Linked DNA regions of Mus musculus: region 2 is linked to region 1. A link is a contact called in public Hi-C data. All regions are on one chromosome and are shown on one strand. The core of a region is the stretch at or near the end of the contact, and the rest is flanking DNA. Distances in the headings are between cores, read along the strand shown.

What was found. Hi-C and Micro-C count contacts between places; a contact is called where the count stands out from the background.
Region 2: a contact with region 1 is called in a Hi-C map of liver, with 1.8 times the contacts expected there. The contact joins the promoter of Cyp4v3 here to the promoter of Klkb1 in region 1. A contact is called at or near these places in 2 of 39 promoter capture datasets (both in liver), 8 of 484 Hi-C or Micro-C datasets (brown adipocytes, embryonic stem cells, liver and 1 more), 5 of 115 datasets of contacts at active chromatin or transcription factors (embryonic stem cells, hepatocytes, intestinal crypt epithelium and 1 more) and 2 of 9 other capture datasets (adipose tissue and pancreatic islet).

What each region holds. Positions count from the first base shown.
Region 1 is chr8:45,293,373-45,296,163 of GRCm38.p6, reverse strand. Klkb1 (kallikrein B, plasma 1) reads left to right here and starts at 1,329. Exons shown (of 15, transcript NM_008455.3): 1 at 1,329-1,422; 2 at 2,032-2,090. The coding sequence starts at 2,033. The region is part of intron 3 of Gm30504 (a long non-coding RNA gene); the gene reads right to left.
Region 2 is chr8:45,331,722-45,334,512 of GRCm38.p6, reverse strand. Cyp4v3 (cytochrome P450, family 4, subfamily v, polypeptide 3) reads left to right here and starts at 1,350. Exons shown (of 11, transcript NM_133969.3): 1 at 1,350-1,748. The coding sequence starts at 1,535. The region is part of intron 3 of Gm30504 (a long non-coding RNA gene); the gene reads right to left.

The DNA of each region.
Region 1 (2,791 bases), core at 80-2,579:
TAGGCAGGGCTGGTAATTTCTATTGTAAACATTTATCTAGTTCCTGCAAATTCCTTTCTTGCTTGTATCTGGTAAATTTCAGTGTACCTTGTCTTATTGTGATTTGTAGCTCCTGATAATTCGTTGTAATATAAAATAGTCTAATGTTCGACCAGAGATTACATTCAGATTCAACACCTCTCTTGTGTGCATCTGTTTGTCAATTTAATCCTAAGCTTTGCCCACCTACTCTAGAGACCCGTTCTACACAGACACAGGGACCCAGAGGGTCTGCAGCAACCTCTTGCATGGTTATGTGTGCACACACAGAAGAAGTATAGGTGTGGTGGTCAAAGGACACTTTTAGGGGGTTGCCTTACTCCCTCCACTGTGCAGGTTCTGGGGATAGAACTCCAGTCATTAGGCTTGACAGTAAATGCCTTTGACCCCCTGAGATATCCTGCAAGCTCCACCATGATTTTAGGCTTTAAAAACATGCAAACCTATTAGTCATTTATCTCTTCAATAGATTCTGGGTTAGCCAACTGTGCAGTTAGAGTTGAATGTGCAAGGCTGTTTGAATCTCGGGTCCATAGAAAATAGCCTGGCATCAGGGTCCATTGCAATTACATTGATGATTGAGTCCCTGGGCTCATGCTTGGATACCCAGTTCAATGGGGCCAGTATCTTATGATCGAGGACTGGCTTAAAGTGCAGATGTTGAAATGAGCCTAGAAACTGAGCCTCCAGAGGCAATGTCCAAACTCAAGCCCACGGGCATGAGTTTGTTCCCAAATCTACAATTACAGTCCTGGAAAAGATTCTACGGGGGTAGTAGACCCGGTGACTGGGCCTGAGGTTAACATCCTGGAGCCTGGGTCTGCAGGGTCTGGCCGGATACTGGAATTTCCTGGGATGGGCTTGTTTTCAGACCCGTGAAAAGTAATGTTTACATCACTCTTCTTCATGCATTTGGAACACATCTCCTTGCTGCGCTGCTTAGGATTGGTAGGAGGGTTTCACGGTTAATGTGAAAAGTCTAACATTCCTCAATGCATATTCACTAGGTCCACATTTTCAACCGGGGTTGGGGGGTGCAACCTATCATCTGGATTCCTTAACAACTCGGAAGGCATTTTTTTTTGTGCACAGAGAATTGTTCCCATGGATTCTTCTGCAAAGGGACCCATTTTGGAGCCTCCAGCTCTGTCATCGTGTTTATATGACTTCTTGAAATTGGTAACATATTAAGTAGCTGAACCTGGACTGGGATGTCCGTGGACTATATTGACAGGTTAAACAGTTGAAACTGATGCCAGAAACCCAGTGTAAACACTGGAGCCAAGCAAAGACCGCCCTCGGTGCCATATTCAGAGGGCTTGAAGACCATCTTCATGTGAAGACTCCCTCTCCTCCAGAACCACAACGTGACCATCCTTCCAGGTAGCTGCTTTCTACCGGTCTTGTTATTTCCTGTGTCTTGGGTTTTTTTTTTTCAATATAACTATTTCTGCATGAACAAAAGCTCACTGGTATAATGCACTAATTTCCTGAGTTTTTAGAAAATCTACAAGGAGTTGTTTTTCTTTCTATACAAATATATTAATGTAAAATATTTTAAAACCAAGAATAAGTTTTTGATTCTTTTCAAAGATGTCCTTTCTGTGAAGGTTGTGGGTGATATTATTGTCCTTATTCATAATAATTTTGCATTAATCTGGAAATTTAATAAGTGTTTTTAATTATTTGTATTAACTCTTTACAAAATTATTAGAAATAAATCTTCAAAATTAACAATAAATACACTAATACACACTGATAGTAATCTAGAGGTCTCAATTTGGATCTTGGGAAGCATGATAAATATTTTAATTTTCTATATACAAAATATCCCACAGCCAAATCTTCCTTCTCCTGGTGATTATGTGCTGTGATTTGCAACTTAGACATTTATCAAAAAGGTGAAGTCTACATGAAGTTAAATTGTCTATTAAATACATGGTAAACATGATCTCAACCTAGTAGTTATATGTATATTTTTTTCTTTCAAAGGATGATTTTATTCAACCGAGTGGGTTATTTTGTTTCCTTGTTTGCTACCGTCTCCTGTGGTAAGTATTAGTTTAAGGAGTTCAAATTAATAGTGTGTGAGAGAGGAATGGTCTTGCAATCTATACCACTCCTGGAGGAAGCCTTTAACTGTACAGCTTTGGGGGACAAGGCAGCTGTTGATACTCCAAGGCAAGAACTTAGATACATTACCCCAAACACAGATGAACAGGGGGAGGAACTTAGAGACATCACTGCACCTGTTAGCAGAAATATCTGTTTTGAGTTTACTCTTTAACAGAGCCTCTCCCACCCCCGCAGAGTTGTTTGTCTTTATAATATCAGCCTTCTAAATAAAAACTCTACCTGAAAATTGGAAATAATATCAGATATTGCATAATGATTTGAGTCTAATCCAGGTATCTGATTAGTATATAGTATTTTTAATATAAGACATACAGAGCCATTTCTAAACTGAAAGTACCTGCTTTGGGTTTCACAAGTATAGTATCCCTTTGGCAGTCTGGAGGGACAGCTTTCAACACTCGATGTCAGTGCTCTTTCCCTGTTTATTCCTTTGCTTTTCAGGATATGAGCATGGATGGCCCTGAACAGCCCCTCTCAACAGTCATTATAGAGGGAGATTTCCCTGGGTATAACATGTCAGGTGTATTCTGAGTCAAAGCTGACTTAGATATAGCCACACGCAAGGATTGTTTTCTTCTTCTTTTTTTTTTTTTTTTTTTTTTTTTGGTTTTTTGGT
Region 2 (2,791 bases), core at 101-2,600, 38 kb before region 1:
GTAACAATGTATATTTTGCTTCGTCATTTGTTTTCTTTTGCTCTTTCACTTAATGTTTTATGAACTTCTTTTCCTGACAGTACACACCAGATGGCTCTTTTGTAAAAAGTAACTGCAGGGGTGGGCAACATGGCTCAGCTGGCCAAAGAGCTTGACACCAAACTTGACCACTTGCGTTTGAGCCTCCAAAACCACATGGTGGGTTGTTGTCCTCTGATCTCCATGCTTGCATACAGTTTAAAAAGAATGTAATACGTTTTTAAAAATTCAACTGAGGAAAGCCCTAGATGTGCTTTCTTCAGGTCCCAGAGGCCACACGGGTGTTTGTGGGCACACCATGCAGTCTCTGTATGAAAATAACATTCTCAAGAAAATGAGAATCCAGGGCATCTGTGGATTTCAACTTTCTTGGCACTCTCCCCAGTGTGCAGTAGGCAAGGGCACTTCTCATCCTGCCCTTTGGTAAGGACAATGGGGTGTAGAACAGGGACTCCTGTTCAGGCTGGAGACCTCCATGGGTAGCTAGTAAATAACTTTGCTAGCTTCTTCTTTCTGGCCTTTCCCTTTCTGCAGGCTTGGCATTTTAGCTTCACTTTGACTGTGCCCCATTACTGTTGCCAACCCTCCTCATAGCATGCCTTCTTCCACCCACTTCTGAGCCCCTCCATCCCCACCCTTGTTCTCTCTAGTTCTGGCTTTCCTTGATCAGAGAATGTTTAGGGAAGTGCTAGACTGTGTTCTCCTTTAGTTCTGGTGATTCAGTCTGTCAGCTGACACTCACTGGATACGTGGCTTCCCTAAACTTCTAGGTCATGGGAAGGCGGTTGCTGTGCCGGACCCTGAAGCAGGGGCCAGAGTGTGTCCGGTGCCCCTGGGCAACCGGCCCTGCCCTAGGGCAGCAACTGATGCAGGTTTGCGCAAGGGCTAGTTGAATTTAGAATTCCAAAAACTGCCTTTCGACACCGAGGACTCTTCATTTGAATTTTTTAAAACAGACTGCTTATGAGATCTGTAATCCTTCCACAAAGCAAGGGAGTTGCAAAATTCTTAACAGCCCACATTAGCCGGCCCTAGGGTGTCCGGAACTGGCGATGCGAATTTCTAGTTTCTTCTCCATCCCGAAGCTACCCTAAATTCGACTTCCTCCGCCATCCTCATCTTTCCACACCGTGAGCTTTCACGTGCATTCTGAACTTCAGAGCTCAGAAGTTGTTCCGGTCTTTCGCTTTCGCCTTGAACCCCAGTGGCTGGCGCGTAGTACGCAGACTCGTGCAGGGCATCACAACAAACCTGCGGGAGCTTTCCCCGCCCCCTCGGAAAGTTTGTCCCCAGGGCGTGGTGCAGACGCTACAGATTTTCCCAGCTCCAGAGCTGGAAGATCTGAGAGGACCTGGTGTGCCCCGGGGGTTCTTTTTCCTGAGCCCTGAGCCGGGAGCTTGGAGTTCCCGAATTTGTCCCTCCCTCCTCTGCACCCGGCAGCGACTGGTCGCCACCTTCTCACTGGCAATCCAGAGGGAAGAGGGGAATCAGAGAGATGTTGTGGCTGTGGTTAGGGCTCAGTGGGCAGAAACTATTGCTTTGGGGCGCAGCGAGCGCGGTCTCCCTGGCCGGCGCCACTATCCTGATCAGCATCTTTCCGATGCTGGTAAGCTACGCGCGGAAATGGCAGCAGATGCGGTCAATCCCGTCGGTGGCCCGCGCCTACCCCTTGGTGGGACACGCGCTTTATATGAAGCCCAACAACGCAGGTATGTGTATGTACAAGGAAGTGTCTACTCCGTCTACTACTCTAACTAAGGCTGTTAGGCGCCTCGTCAGTCAGAGACACCTATTTAATGGACTGCTCCCACTCCCTCCCAACTTTTTCTTGCCACAATTGAGGTCTTCACATCCCTCAGACCTGCTAGGAGAAAGAAGAAATCTTCCAACCTCCACACCCCCACCCCTCCAACTCACCCTTACCCTCCAGGGAGTAAGTTCCTAATTCTCCCCATACCCATTTCCACTCTAGTGCCTGCCAAATTGCTTTGTGCCTCCCATCCTATAACGAGCATAGCAAACATACATATGTGTATATAGCATGTGTGTATAGAACAGGTTACAGTCTTTCCAAGTAAAATTAATTGATTGATATGCAGTTAAAATCCTCTTGGCCTTTGTAGATCAATCCTTCTGAGGAAGTCTTTCAAGGCCACTTCAGCAGACTCTACTGCCAAGGGCCTTGAAGTAAATTTATATGGCTAGGTTCAAAAATCTTACTTATTGGAGAGGTTTTTGTCGTTATTGTTGTTGGTGGTGTTTTTTAAACCTGAAATAATTTTAAAGAAATGTTTTATGCAAAAAAATTTTGTTCTTTTGCTTTAGAAAAATACCTAAAGTCAGAAAGTTCTTAAAAATAGTGGTATCTGTGGTTCCCTGTTAGAGATAGTGTATTCAGTCTTAACACTTAATCTTCATGGCTGTGTAAGCCTGGACATCCAGAACTGAGAAGAGACTTCCAGATGGCACATTTTAAAAGAACCTACACCAGATCCTACCTTTTCTTCAGATTAACTATTAATAGTTGTTTTACGGGCTGACCATCAATTTTAAATCTTCTTTAATATAGGTTTTAATATAGTTGCATCTCATTTTATTTTTAAATTTTTTATTGGTTATTTTCTTTATTTACATTTCAAATGTTATCCCCCTTTCCGGTTTCCCCTCCAAAACCTCCCTATCCCATCCCCTCCCCCTGCTTCTATGAGGGTGCTCTCCCACCCTCCCACCCACTCCCATGTCACAACCCTGG